Linked DNA regions of Zea mays: regions 2 and 3 are each linked to region 1. Evidence: chromatin contacts called from public Hi-C data. All regions are on one chromosome and are shown on one strand. Each heading gives the region's core, a stretch centred on a gene start, on an enhancer-like site or on the middle of the called end of the contact. The rest is flanking DNA. Distances are from core to core; before and after follow the strand shown.

Region 1 (3,850 bases), core at 608-3,107:
TGAGAAGATCTTAGCAAAAAAAAAAACTCTGAGGTTGTCTTACCCTTGAAGGTTGAGTTTTTTTATATATAGGCCTGCCATACATGACTTTCTTTAACTGGAAATCCAGCAGAGAATTGCTCATTTTTTTAGAAAAAGCAAATCAGGTGAGGTCATAAGGTTTCAGGAATAGATACTATGGCTCCACCTCCATTTCATATAACGTTTTTTTTCAAAAGCAATCTACTAGGGAGCACAAGGAGCATGACCACTGATCACATATTACTGATAGGCCACAACATCAGACTTCCTACGACACATAATAGTGACTATTTGCTGAGTGGCAAAACAGATACAATGTACCAAATGTCCAGTTTTAGAACATTGTTTGTCAAATTCTACCAGTTACTACATCTGTAGCACTAACTGTTCAGTAGTCTGCCATTAAAATGCATCTGACAGTGCACCGTGGACACCAGTAGTCTAAACCAGATTACAAAAAAAAACATAACAAATTATAGCTTAAAGTGCACTTATCAGTTCCCAACTTCAAACAACTGGTTGATTTATCTCAAAGATGTGATCACAATATGTAAAAAGTGGCACAAATCTATGCTAACATATGTGACGCTTTGACTCACACGTTAAAAAAACCATATCAATCAAGGAAGCAAAGAAGATTAGCGTTATGGCACACGAGTGCAACCACAGCTATGCAACACGTGCAGACAACTCTCTGAAAGGAGCCTTGATAGAGACATGAATCAACCTCCTAGCGGGATCTTCATGCAGTTATATGTGAGATTGTGCATATTTGCATTCAGCTGCAAATGGATATTGTTCGAATTTGCATCTTAATCGCAGAAATTCGCTGGCCTTCTCGGTGTCGGCATCAGACCAACATTCACTAGAGTCCAAGTTCGTCTGAAATGAGATGGAGTAGGCAATCTTTACAGACAAATTGAGAACACAGTGTTGTCCTGAGCTGTACCTATCGAGCACAGACATGACGTAGAGGAAGTGCAGGCCGGCGCCGACGGCCAGAGCGACGCCCCAGAAGAAGTGCTTCCCCCAGAAGCACAGGACGCTGACGACCGCGAGGTACGCCGTGAGGCAGTGCACGGCGGTCCGCATGACCACCTTGCCGCCATCCTTCCTCCAGGCCGCCGCCGCCAGCCACGCGCACGCGAGCGCGGCCCCGACAGCCCCCGCGGCGCCGTAGTACTTCCAGTACGTCTCGGTGAGCTCGGACGGCGGCACGGAGGGGTCCTCGGAGCGGTAGACGGAGGGCGGCGGCGGCGCGGGCGCGGGGTCCGGCGGGCCTGCGGGGGTGCCCCAGGGCTCCGCGGTGAGGTTGGCGTAGCGGCCGATGTTGAAGCGGTCGGCCTGGTGGAAGCGGTTGAGGCCGAAGAGCGCGAGCGCGGCGCCGAAGACGAGCAGGTGGAGGAGGAAGACCACCAGCCAGAACACGTCCCGGCACTGCCGCCTGGGCCACGCCGCGGGGCCCGCCGCCGCCGCCGCCACCGACACGGCCCCCGCCGCTGCGGGGGGGCTAGGGTTCCCGCTGCCGTGGCAGGAGGAGGTGGAGGAAGAGGACATGGCTGCGATTGGCGGTTGGGGAGGTAGGATCGGGCGGTATGAGGAATGGGGAGGATTAACGAGACACGTCCTAGAGCAATTAGCGATGCGGGGAGTAGTGGCAACTGGCTAACTGCTCGGCGCTGGTGGTGGACTGGTGGTGGTGGTGACTGGTGCGACTAGGGGGAGTAACCGTTTCGGTCATCGGGGAGACGATGACCTGCGCGAGCGAACTGCCGGGTGACTGACGGCGACGTCGCGCGGAATTCCAGGGGAGCAAGGGAAGCCGGAAGCGGACGCGGTTTGGACTTTCGGAGGAGCGACTGAGGGAGGCGGCTGGCAACGCGAGTACGCGACGAATGGGAAGCCCAACCAAGTTGCAGAAACAGCCACGGAGAGGGTTCGGGGTTTTCGTGTTGGGGCGGAGCGCGACCGGCGTCCGGCGTCCGGCTGGGGCCTGGGAGCGCCGTGGGCACTTTGGACGCGAGGATAGCTGCTTGGATATGACGGAAATGCCGAGTGGTTGCTTCGGCGCTGGCGATTTGCATTTGCTGCGCTGGATCCAGCGTTCCTCTTCCAACGGCAACGCAAATATGATGATGACGGGCGTTTTCCCTGCCGGTTCACCTGCACGCTGCACTGCACGGCTGTAGTAGCAGCACACGAGATGTGCGTGTGAATGTGTGATTATTGCACTCCAGCTTCGTGACATCTCATCTCATGCCCCTTCAATCAAAGCCAACGCCTAAAAAATGACGATGTCTGAAGCTGAAATGTCATCAAGGGAGCCAACGAATGTTTTTAAGGCAAAGTTTTGTTTACCCTACTTTAATGTTCTTCCGTGGCACGTGACATACCTCTCAATAACAAAGCAGCTGTGATAACTCTGTCCACCATGAAATCTGCAAGTTCAATCTTTTCGAAAGTACTCGTACAAGTAATTTGTGGATATAGTCCGTCTTATTGATTAACCACATCATCTTGTCATATATTGACTTTATTTGAGCGTTTTTTTTTGGTTGTTTATATATCAAAAGCGTAGGGCGCACGAGTGAATGTAAAACAAATTATTGTAAGATTTTTAGTTGCATTCGGTTATATGCTCAGAACTTCAGTTTCCAGCTGGCCAGGCTCATGTACACGATACATTCATAGGTGTGTTATTGGATATGTATGTCGAGAATCATGTGCACATGATAAATAGTGTATAAATTAAAGTATAATTATTTATCTTAAATTTACCGTTATTCTGTTTATTTTGCAAATAACACCCTAAAAGCGTGATAATCTGCACTGCTTATCGCAGGTCCATCCACAAATCTCTCCAGGGACCAGGGGAACGGTTGTCCCGAATCGCCGGCCATGAAGTGCCGCTCTGATGCACCAGGCGGTGGTGACGGCCACCGGGACCGGGCCCCAGCCCCCGTTGCCACAGGCGTCGGCGGCTCGCCCCCGGGCGAGCGGAGTAAGAAGCAGCGGACGGAGGAGCCGTCCTCAAGCTCCAGCGTGGTTGGCGAGTGCTCGTCTTCGTCCTCGCAGGCTCTGCCGCCACCGCTGCCGGAGCAGTTGCTGCAGGACGCAGGAGTGGGCGAGCAGCCGCCTCCAGGCCCCGAGCCCGCAGGGGGCGAGCAGGCGAGGGTGCCGGATCTCGGGGAGGACCTGGTGTTCGAGGTGCTGATGCGAGCGGAGGCCCGGACACTGGCGGCCGCGGCGTGCGTGAGCCGCGGGTGGCGGCTGCTGGCGAGGGACGAGCGGTTGTGGGAGGCGGCGTGCGTGCGGGAGTGGGCCTGCACTGGATTCTCCGAGCAGATGCTTCGCAGTGTCGTGCTTCCGCTTGGCGGCTTCCGGCGCCTACACGAGATGTACATCCGTCCGGTCCAGCGGCGTGCTGCTGGAGCGCCGCGCGGGCAGCAGAGGCGGCAGTTGCCGGTGAGGATGGGCCGGGATCAGGTCCAAGTCTCACTGTCTTTGCTCTCGACCTCATTCTTCCTGAAGATGCCTAATGCTCCTCCACCTCCTCCTAAGGACAAGGATAAAGATGGAGATAAGAATGGAGGTGGCCAGTGTGGGTGATCACTGATCAAGTTTGTGAAAAATAGGAGCTTACCTCTCATGCAGCATCACCACAGCTGCTTATGTTATGTAGGTGATTATGTTGTGGTTCTTCACTGTATTTGTGGCAGTAAAGAGGTGATCAAGTCATTTGGATTGGTGGGCAGAGAAGACTATTCAGATAGGTGCGGATGTACTGATCGGGAGGCAAATAAGGTGAGCGAGATTGGATGGAATTCAT
Region 2 (3,850 bases), core at 890-3,389, 680 kb before region 1:
ACACAACCACAGTAGCGCCATTCCAGTTCGATCTTTACGGGCCATAAATTCACTCGTGTCGGTCCACGCTGCTCCTACGAGCGAGCATTGACCGTGCCAGTGGCAGTGGGTCACTAATAACCACCAGTCACCACTCACCACCCCTGCTGAATTCCTTCTCCCCCGAGCTAGTCGCGCATTCACCTCTGCAGTTTACGGACAGCTGCGCAGCGCTCGGCTCAGGGGTTAAACTCTGCGACCTGCTGCGGCGGATCCTCATCAATGCGAGGCGAGGTCCGTACCGGACTGTTAGGTTGGTGCTCATTCTTGGTGCGTGAAACAGGAGAGGTACCCGATCATGGTAGTGCTAGCCAGCACAGCAGTAACTTAAACCAGTCAATCAGTATTCTTGCTGGGTGTGTTTTTTTTTTTGGTTGTTGTTGTTCTTGTCGAGAACTAGCGTGGGTGATCTCTTCTCTCTCTCTCGCTGACATTTCACATGAGCACTTTAATAAATCTTGGACTGTTGAGCAGCGTGCGGGGTGCAGAGCGCCTACGGGCATCCGAGGAGCGCCGCCTCCTGATCGGGTGGCAGGTCACGTCCCCTGGGCTCAGGCGGCGTGACGCTGACCGTCGCGTCGCCATCGGCGGCTAGGTCGCTCATGGGTTTATGATCACGCTGACAGCTAGTCTGTTACGCATGCATGCATGGGATTTCGGAACAGAACTTCTACTACTAATCTTCGTTATTTCTGCTTTCATATGTACAAGCAAAGGTTTAGATGTCCGCTGAGTAGAATTCTGAGGGGATAGACTAGACTAGAGATGGCAATTCTTTTTGGGTATGTGCATGTCTTCCACGCTGACGACCGTCGAAAACCCAGAAACGAAACTGAGACCGGTCGGTAATTCCTTGGGTAGGAGTAGGAATGCACATGGGCTTCCGGACAGATCTGTTTACACTCCACAGGGACAGGGTGGTGGTCCTGTGGCAATTTGCCATGGAAACCGCACAATTAATGGCCTAACTGATCCACTGTTCCTACCATGGCTCCACTGTATGCGTTGTATTGTAACTGGGCATAGTTTTCACAGAGGCCTCCTACAGTCCTACTCCATCTGCAAAGTTCTGACCTCAGAGTTTTTTTTCTTCTTTTTGCCTTTCTTTGTTTTTTCCATATATAACAACAGAGGAAAAGAACGCTGCTCAGACAGTTGTGCTTTCAGGATTCAGAGAGCAGGGAAAGGCATCCTTCCCCTCATCTCTTCATCAGAAACCGAGGAGCAGAGCGGAACGAGTTGCTGAAAATGCCGAGAGGGTCAGATCAATTGCGCAGCGACACGGCGCGCGTCCTTTTCACCTGCAAGCGGCAATCGGCTTCACCATAACTCCCGCGCGCCCGGAACAGTGTAGGGCCAGATGAAGAGCGGAGCAGGAGCAGGACGCTGCCGCCTGCCACTGCCACTGCCAGGCACAGTAAACTGCCCCAGACCAACATGCATCTCAATTCTCAGCTGTGGATGCTCCGGCAGCCACTCAAGATGAGCTCGCGCCAGATGCAGTCAAACATCCGGATTCGTACCGCCAGGAAAATTTAAAAAACCTGCTACTAAGCTAGGCAGCAGCAGCAGCACGGCGCCCGACGCGGCCAGGAGACGACGACCGGAGAATGCGGCACGGGCGAGAGCCATGGGAGTTTAAGCGCATGCATGAACACGCAGCTCGGCCGGCGCGCCGTCACTATCCATCTGTACGAGTACGACGACGGCGACCCTGCTGGGTAGCCGCCGCGCTCTCCCGTAGCCCGCGGCGAACCAAGCCGGCCGGCCAGCCGCGCACCAACCGCTGTCGCCATCTATCTGCCGGAGACGTACCACCACGTACCTTTGGTTCGTTTGCTGGCACCCGGGCCTCGGTCGGCCGCCCGGCGGCCCAACGGTGGCGCACGTGCAGCGCGCATGACGAGGGGGGGACGGGAAAAGCGGGGTGCGCCGCCTGACGTCTGGGCCACCCTTGGCCGTGGCCGCACGGAAAGCCAGGAAGATTCTCGCCAACCCGGCCGGCGCTGGCGCACTGCCGCACTGGTCAGTCACTCAGTCAGTACTACTACTGGGGTACTCTCGGTCTCGGCTGCACGCACGTACGGGAAGTCGCCCAGGCCCCAGCTAGTAGCTAGGGCACCGCGCACGCGGCACGCCCCGGCCCCCGCTCTATTTATGCCGCTAGCTAGCGACACCGACCAGGTCACTTCATTCCCTTGTCACTAGCTAGATCGACTGACTGGAGAGGAGCTATCGTCTACCTCTGGGCGAGCTGCGTGTCCCTGCCGTCCTTCTCGCTCCTGTGGTCGCCGCGCGCGGCGCTGCGATGGGGCGGTCGCCGTGCTGCGAGAAGGAGGCCGGGCTGAAGAAGGGGCCGTGGACGTCCGAGGAGGACCAGAAACTGCTGGCCTTCATCGAGCAGCACGGACACGGCTGCTGGCGCTCGCTGCCGGCCAAGGCCGGTGAGGATCCGACGACGGAGCTCGACGATATATCCATCGACCTCACGTTTTCTTCGCATTCCATTCGTTTTATTATATTTGCCATCCAGCAGAATATAATGCTCATCTATGCGTGTGCGTCTCTCTGCAGGTCTGCGGCGGTGCGGCAAGAGCTGCCGGCTCCGGTGGACCAACTACCTGCGGCCGGACATCAAGCGGGGCAAGTTCACGCTGCAGGAGGAGCAGACCATCATCCAGCTCCACGCTCTCCTCGGCAACAGGTGATCATTCTTCATCATCATGCACTTGTTTCGCTTTGCCATGCATGACACAGCACAGCTCGCGTGTGCCTCGTGCTCGCGTCGGCAGGAATGTCGTGAGTGAAACTGAGGCCGGCGTGGCAAAAGGAGTACTATACATCTTGTCTGTAACAACGTGCATGGGTGAAACTGAGGTGTGGCAAAAAGAGTAGAGTACTCGCATCGCACGGGGCCAGTTTATTGGTCTTGTCACGTTTGTCATTAATGTTGGCGCGAGCCCGCTTGCCTCGCTGTGCCTCGCCATCCATGTCAGGGCGTTGGACCATCGTCACCGCCCGCTTGTCGCCCTGGCCATGCCATGTTGACCTCGCCACGCCCCCATCATTGCTGTCCGTCCTACTCCACCACGAGCTCCTTCAATGCACCCCCCCTACACGCCTCTAACCATTACGCCAAACCTTCTTTACTGTTCGAGTTACTAGTAACATTGCTTGCTTCATCAGAGGTGAAAAAAAAATGACTGACAATGACATGCCCTCGCGCAACCCGCAGGTGGTCGTCGATCGCGACGCACCTGCCCAAGCGCACGGACAACGAGATCAAGAACTACTGGAACACGCACCTCAAGAAGCGGCTCGCCAAGATGGGCATCGACCCCGTCACGCACAAGGCCCGCGCCGACGTCGTGGGAGGCTCCTCTGGCGCCGGCAACAACTCTGGAGCGCGCTACAGGGCCGCCGCGCACCTCAGCCACACGGCGCAGTGGGAGAGCGCGCGCCTCGAGGCCGAGGCGCGTCTGGCGCGCGAGGCCAGGCTGCGTGCCCTTTCCTCGCCGCCGCCGCCGCCAGGGCCCGGGCCGGGCCCCGCGTTTAGCGGGCTCGAGTCGCCGACATCGACTCTGAGCTTCTCCGAGAGCGTGCTGTTCGCCAGTGCGGCGCACGACACCCACGCCCTGACGCCACGCGCTTACGCAGAGGCGTTCGGGGCGGAGCAGCAACAGCGCTTCGCTGACACTGCCGCGGCCGCCGCCGACGCCGCGCCAGGCTTCCTTGCAGGCGTCCTTCTCGGCTGCTCCGTCGCCGGCGCGGAGAAGGGGTTCGCGGCCTCGTCGACGGACGCCAGCGTCTG
Region 3 (3,850 bases), core at 797-3,296, 530 kb before region 1:
TGAAATTTGTCTAATTATTCAACATTATGTTCCTCTAGTTTCGGGGAGGATAAGATGAAAGAGACAAATGGCGTACCGGAAAGGAAGACCTCTGCCACCGGCCACCGGCCACGACAGCCATGTCACCCTTCTACCTCCCTTGCAAGGTCCATCCCGTTCGCCTGGTTTCATTTGGTGATTGTTTAAAAAATGGTGATACTAATACATTCTTTTGTCACCTCCCAGTCTGCTACACGAAGCGAGAACATTTCATTCCCATCAGTCAGACTGATGGATGAGGAACAGGCAATTTCATTTCGAGAGCAAAAAAACACCAATTAGTGCTGCTGGAGTATTATGAGGGCCTCCTAGGCACATGATAGGCCTTGCATCGCAAATATTTTTTTGAATATCAATTCACAATTTTATTAACGTTGACCTTAAAAGATGAAATAAGACATATATACTTTAAAATCCATGTACCCACGAATAACTAGCTTTCTTCCTGGATGATTGCTAAACACCGTATGTCAGATATTGTGTGTTAAAGAAGCATTTATAAGCTAGAATTAGTAGATAAAAGAACAATAACCTTAAGTGGCTTGAAGAACTTTACAAGGCATCAGAAATAATAAAAAAAAAATCCAGTGCACTCTATCTTTTAGTTTTTTTATTTTACACTCTTAACATCAAATTTAAAGCTACTATATACTTGCACAGATACAAAATACTAACTATACAGATCAAGAATAGTGCGAACGTTGAGATTGCAGAGTTAGCGAAGTAGTGCTTAGAGATGAGTGGTGTGAATAGGCCAACGATGAAGGATGTTACCGATAGGCCTGATAATTTGAGGAAGATTATGCAGCATCCCTCAGGACATGAGAACCCTAAAGAATAAGAGAGCCGTATATAGCCAATGGAAATTTCTGTTGAATTAATGTGAGCCTGAGTCATATTAATATTCAATAATAGTCAATACTAGAAGCTTATTTTAATGCTACGGTGTACTAGTACTTTAGTACCATACCGGAAGTTGAAGTAACAATTCACCCAACTTAAATAGGTGGATCATTGGTGCATCTATCGAGAAGCTGAGAAAATGATGAAGGACTACCACACGCGCGCGCTCACAGCTGGGCCGTGGTAGATCAAACCTTGGTCCGAATATTCCTCCCTAACGGTTGCACATTTTGCCTAGAGTGATGACCGTCCATTACTGCTACTAATGGTAGCTCTAATGGCGGTCGTACTGTCCGTTGGTCTCCCTCTGCACGTGTATATATACGAGGAGGGGAGAGTGCTTCTTGTTACGACTGTTCGTGGGACTGCACTGCTTACATCTGCCTACGTCGACTGCGTACGAGTACATCGAACATACACACGTGATGTCTCGTGTGAATGAAGCCACTGATGCCTTGAGCTTCGGTCCCTCCGCAGGGTACAATCTATTCTTTGTATTTGTGCATATTTTATTGTTAATTACTGCTTATATGAGTAGTGATACACATATGCACATACATGACGTCACATACATCACTGTGATTTTCTACATTAAATTAAAACTAAAAATGCCTATTTCTTCAACACTTTGCTATTATGCATTTGCATATACAGCATTTTGATACATAAGTTTTATTGTTACGTATATAAATATAACATTTTTTAATAAAAAGATGGTATGCATAATAGTTCGTTTATAGTGCTTCGGTTATCTTAGTTCTAAGGAACCTATTGTGTTTAGAACAATTGTTCTTGACTTGGAGATTTTGAATACAACATATTCCTTGTATTATCATTTATTTTATTGGTTGGCAAAGTGAATTATTTCTCGTATTATGAGTTTCTTAGTTAGATGATGAGACCTTGTCACAGTTGTGTTGCGAGAATGGACTATGCCGCCGCAGATGAACCCTGGGATGATTCGCTGGTGCTGCCGCGTGCCGCTCGCCTGAATTTGCTGCGGAAACCAGATCCCGTATCACCGACTCACCGTATGTGTCGGTCCGCGCCCAGCCTCTGCAATTCTCAATCATCCCTAGCTGGGCTACCACTGCACTACGCAATTACCGCTACCACCGTCAGGTCAGGTGAACGAAAACTCTCAGGTTCGTAGCCATCTCGGGTTGAGCTGATGCTTTGTGGACTTGTTGCTTAAATTTAGCCCACCACACGAAAACATGGCCCATGAAACGCTCCACAAATGGCTCAATATGCGTATAGACAGAACTGAGGTTCCTGCACGAGCCCATGCGGTCATGCGGCACAGTATCACTACGCGTCTACGCCTCCGCCACAGTCGCTAGCAATACGAGTACCAAACAGCCCAGAGAGCAAGGACTAGCTGATGATATAAAGATTACTCTGAACGCAACGACATGTAGCAAGCTGTGACGAAAAGCAGTAGCACTGGTGGGTCCGGTGCTTTCTTCTGAACCTTTGAAGACATAAGCGTATCTGAGCTTGTCCCTTTTTTTTTCTTACTGAATTTCAAAGTTGATTCAGCGAATTTCAGTGAATTCTTCCGATACGCTTATCTGTTGCAAGCTCTGTCTAATCATAAAAGACATACTCTATTCATCAGCATTATTGAATGAGATTAAAGCATACTCAAGATTTTTTATTGATTGTTTCCGTTCTCTATATAATATTTTTTTTAATTTGACTAACTGATGTTATTGTTTACTCCATTCAATATGTCTTGTTAAACACGGCCAATGAAGTGATCGATTAGAAGAGAGTTCACAACGACTGATTGAACAAACAGAGATTATAGAATGACATAATTTCACGGTACAGAGACTAAATAAGAGAAATTTTGTGAGCTCAAGATTCTAAAATAAGTCACATGAACTCAAACTTATAAAAAAGATAGATAAAAATATGGAGTGACAACTAAAGTCAGGCATCAATAAAAACTGAACGCGCTCCATATAAATTATGGTACATCGTAGCAATTACTAACGTTTAAAACCAATAAATAACCTTTCCTTTTACTGTTAGTGTGACAAATCATTGTTGCTCCGTCCAATTCAGCAACCTCAAACACCATGGAGTCCATTGCACCAATGTGGTCTCAAAAACGACATAATGGTTGCAAGAACCAAGAACATCGTGTCGTGCTTGGGTTGTAGCCTTGTCCGGTAGTGCTGGCCGGACCCGACACGAGTATATTTTTTATTTTACAAAAAACGTATATATATATATATATATATATATATATATATATATATATATATATATATATATATATATATATATATATATATATATATATATATATATATATATATATATATACACACAATTTATATTTAATAATAAAAACATCTGAGCATGATGTTCTAATGCTTAGATAGCTTCACTCAGTGTCTTCCGCCCTTCTTCCATCAATGTGTGGGTTCGAACCCCACCTCCTCACTACTTTTTTAACATTTTACACTGATTTAACCAAATGACCTGATACAGTCAGCAGGCCGGCACGCCATGCCTAGGCCAGAGTTGTGGCCCGTGGGCGTCAGGACCGTGCCGAACCGCTGTTTAGCCATCTATATATGGAGTTGTGTTTTGTAACGTGGAGGTTGGTTGCGCAGAGCAGACAGACGTGCAGCGTATTAATTTGAAATAGATGTGAGGGATTATCTGTAAAAATATGACGCAGAACGACCGTTGAAACTGATGCTTTAATATAGTATAGATATATAGGTTAAAATGGGTACGTAAGAAATTAAGAATGTTATTGATTAAATTAAAATATTTTTTAAAATACCACAACAGAGCCGGCTGATACGTGTGGTGCCATACCCGCCCACGCCCGCTCGGGACGAAGCGCTTCACAAAGCCACAACGGCCTCCCCCTCTCCGTTTCTTA

The links. A called contact is a pair of places that touch in the nucleus more often than the background predicts.
Region 2: a contact with region 1 is called in a Hi-C map of tassel, with 2.7 times the contacts expected there. The contact joins the promoter of LOC100279555 here to the promoter of LOC100276884 in region 1. A contact is called at or near these places in 2 of 25 Hi-C or Micro-C datasets (ear and tassel).
Region 3: a Hi-C map of tassel shows a contact between it and region 1, with 2.6 times the contacts expected there. The contact joins the enhancer-like site here to the promoter of LOC100276884 in region 1. A contact is called at or near these places in 2 of 25 Hi-C or Micro-C datasets (ear and tassel).

The regions. Positions count from the first base shown.
Region 1 is chr5:180,981,503-180,985,352 of Zm-B73-REFERENCE-NAM-5.0, forward strand. It overlaps LOC100276884, which reads right to left and starts at 1,858. Exons shown (of 6, transcript NM_001360707.1): 1 at 971-1,858. The coding sequence starts at 1,578. It overlaps LOC100283034 (F-box protein GID2), which reads left to right and starts at 2,845. Exons shown (of 1, transcript NM_001155936.2): 1 at 2,845-3,850. The coding sequence starts at 2,920. The coding sequence ends at 3,630.
Region 2 is chr5:180,297,908-180,301,757 of Zm-B73-REFERENCE-NAM-5.0, forward strand. LOC100279555 reads left to right here and starts at 2,140. Exons shown (of 3, transcript NM_001351795.1): 1 at 2,140-2,483; 2 at 2,614-2,743; 3 at 3,275-3,850. The coding sequence starts at 2,348.
Region 3 is chr5:180,447,360-180,451,209 of Zm-B73-REFERENCE-NAM-5.0, forward strand. No RefSeq gene overlaps it. Among protein-coding and RNA genes, the nearest start is that of LOC100383655, 7.0 kb to the right of the region's middle. Within about 2 kb of position 2,047, at least 18 of the 20 cell types and tissues checked have an H3K27ac peak or open chromatin away from gene starts, as enhancers often do. A contact at or near this core is called in ear and tassel, where this site is marked.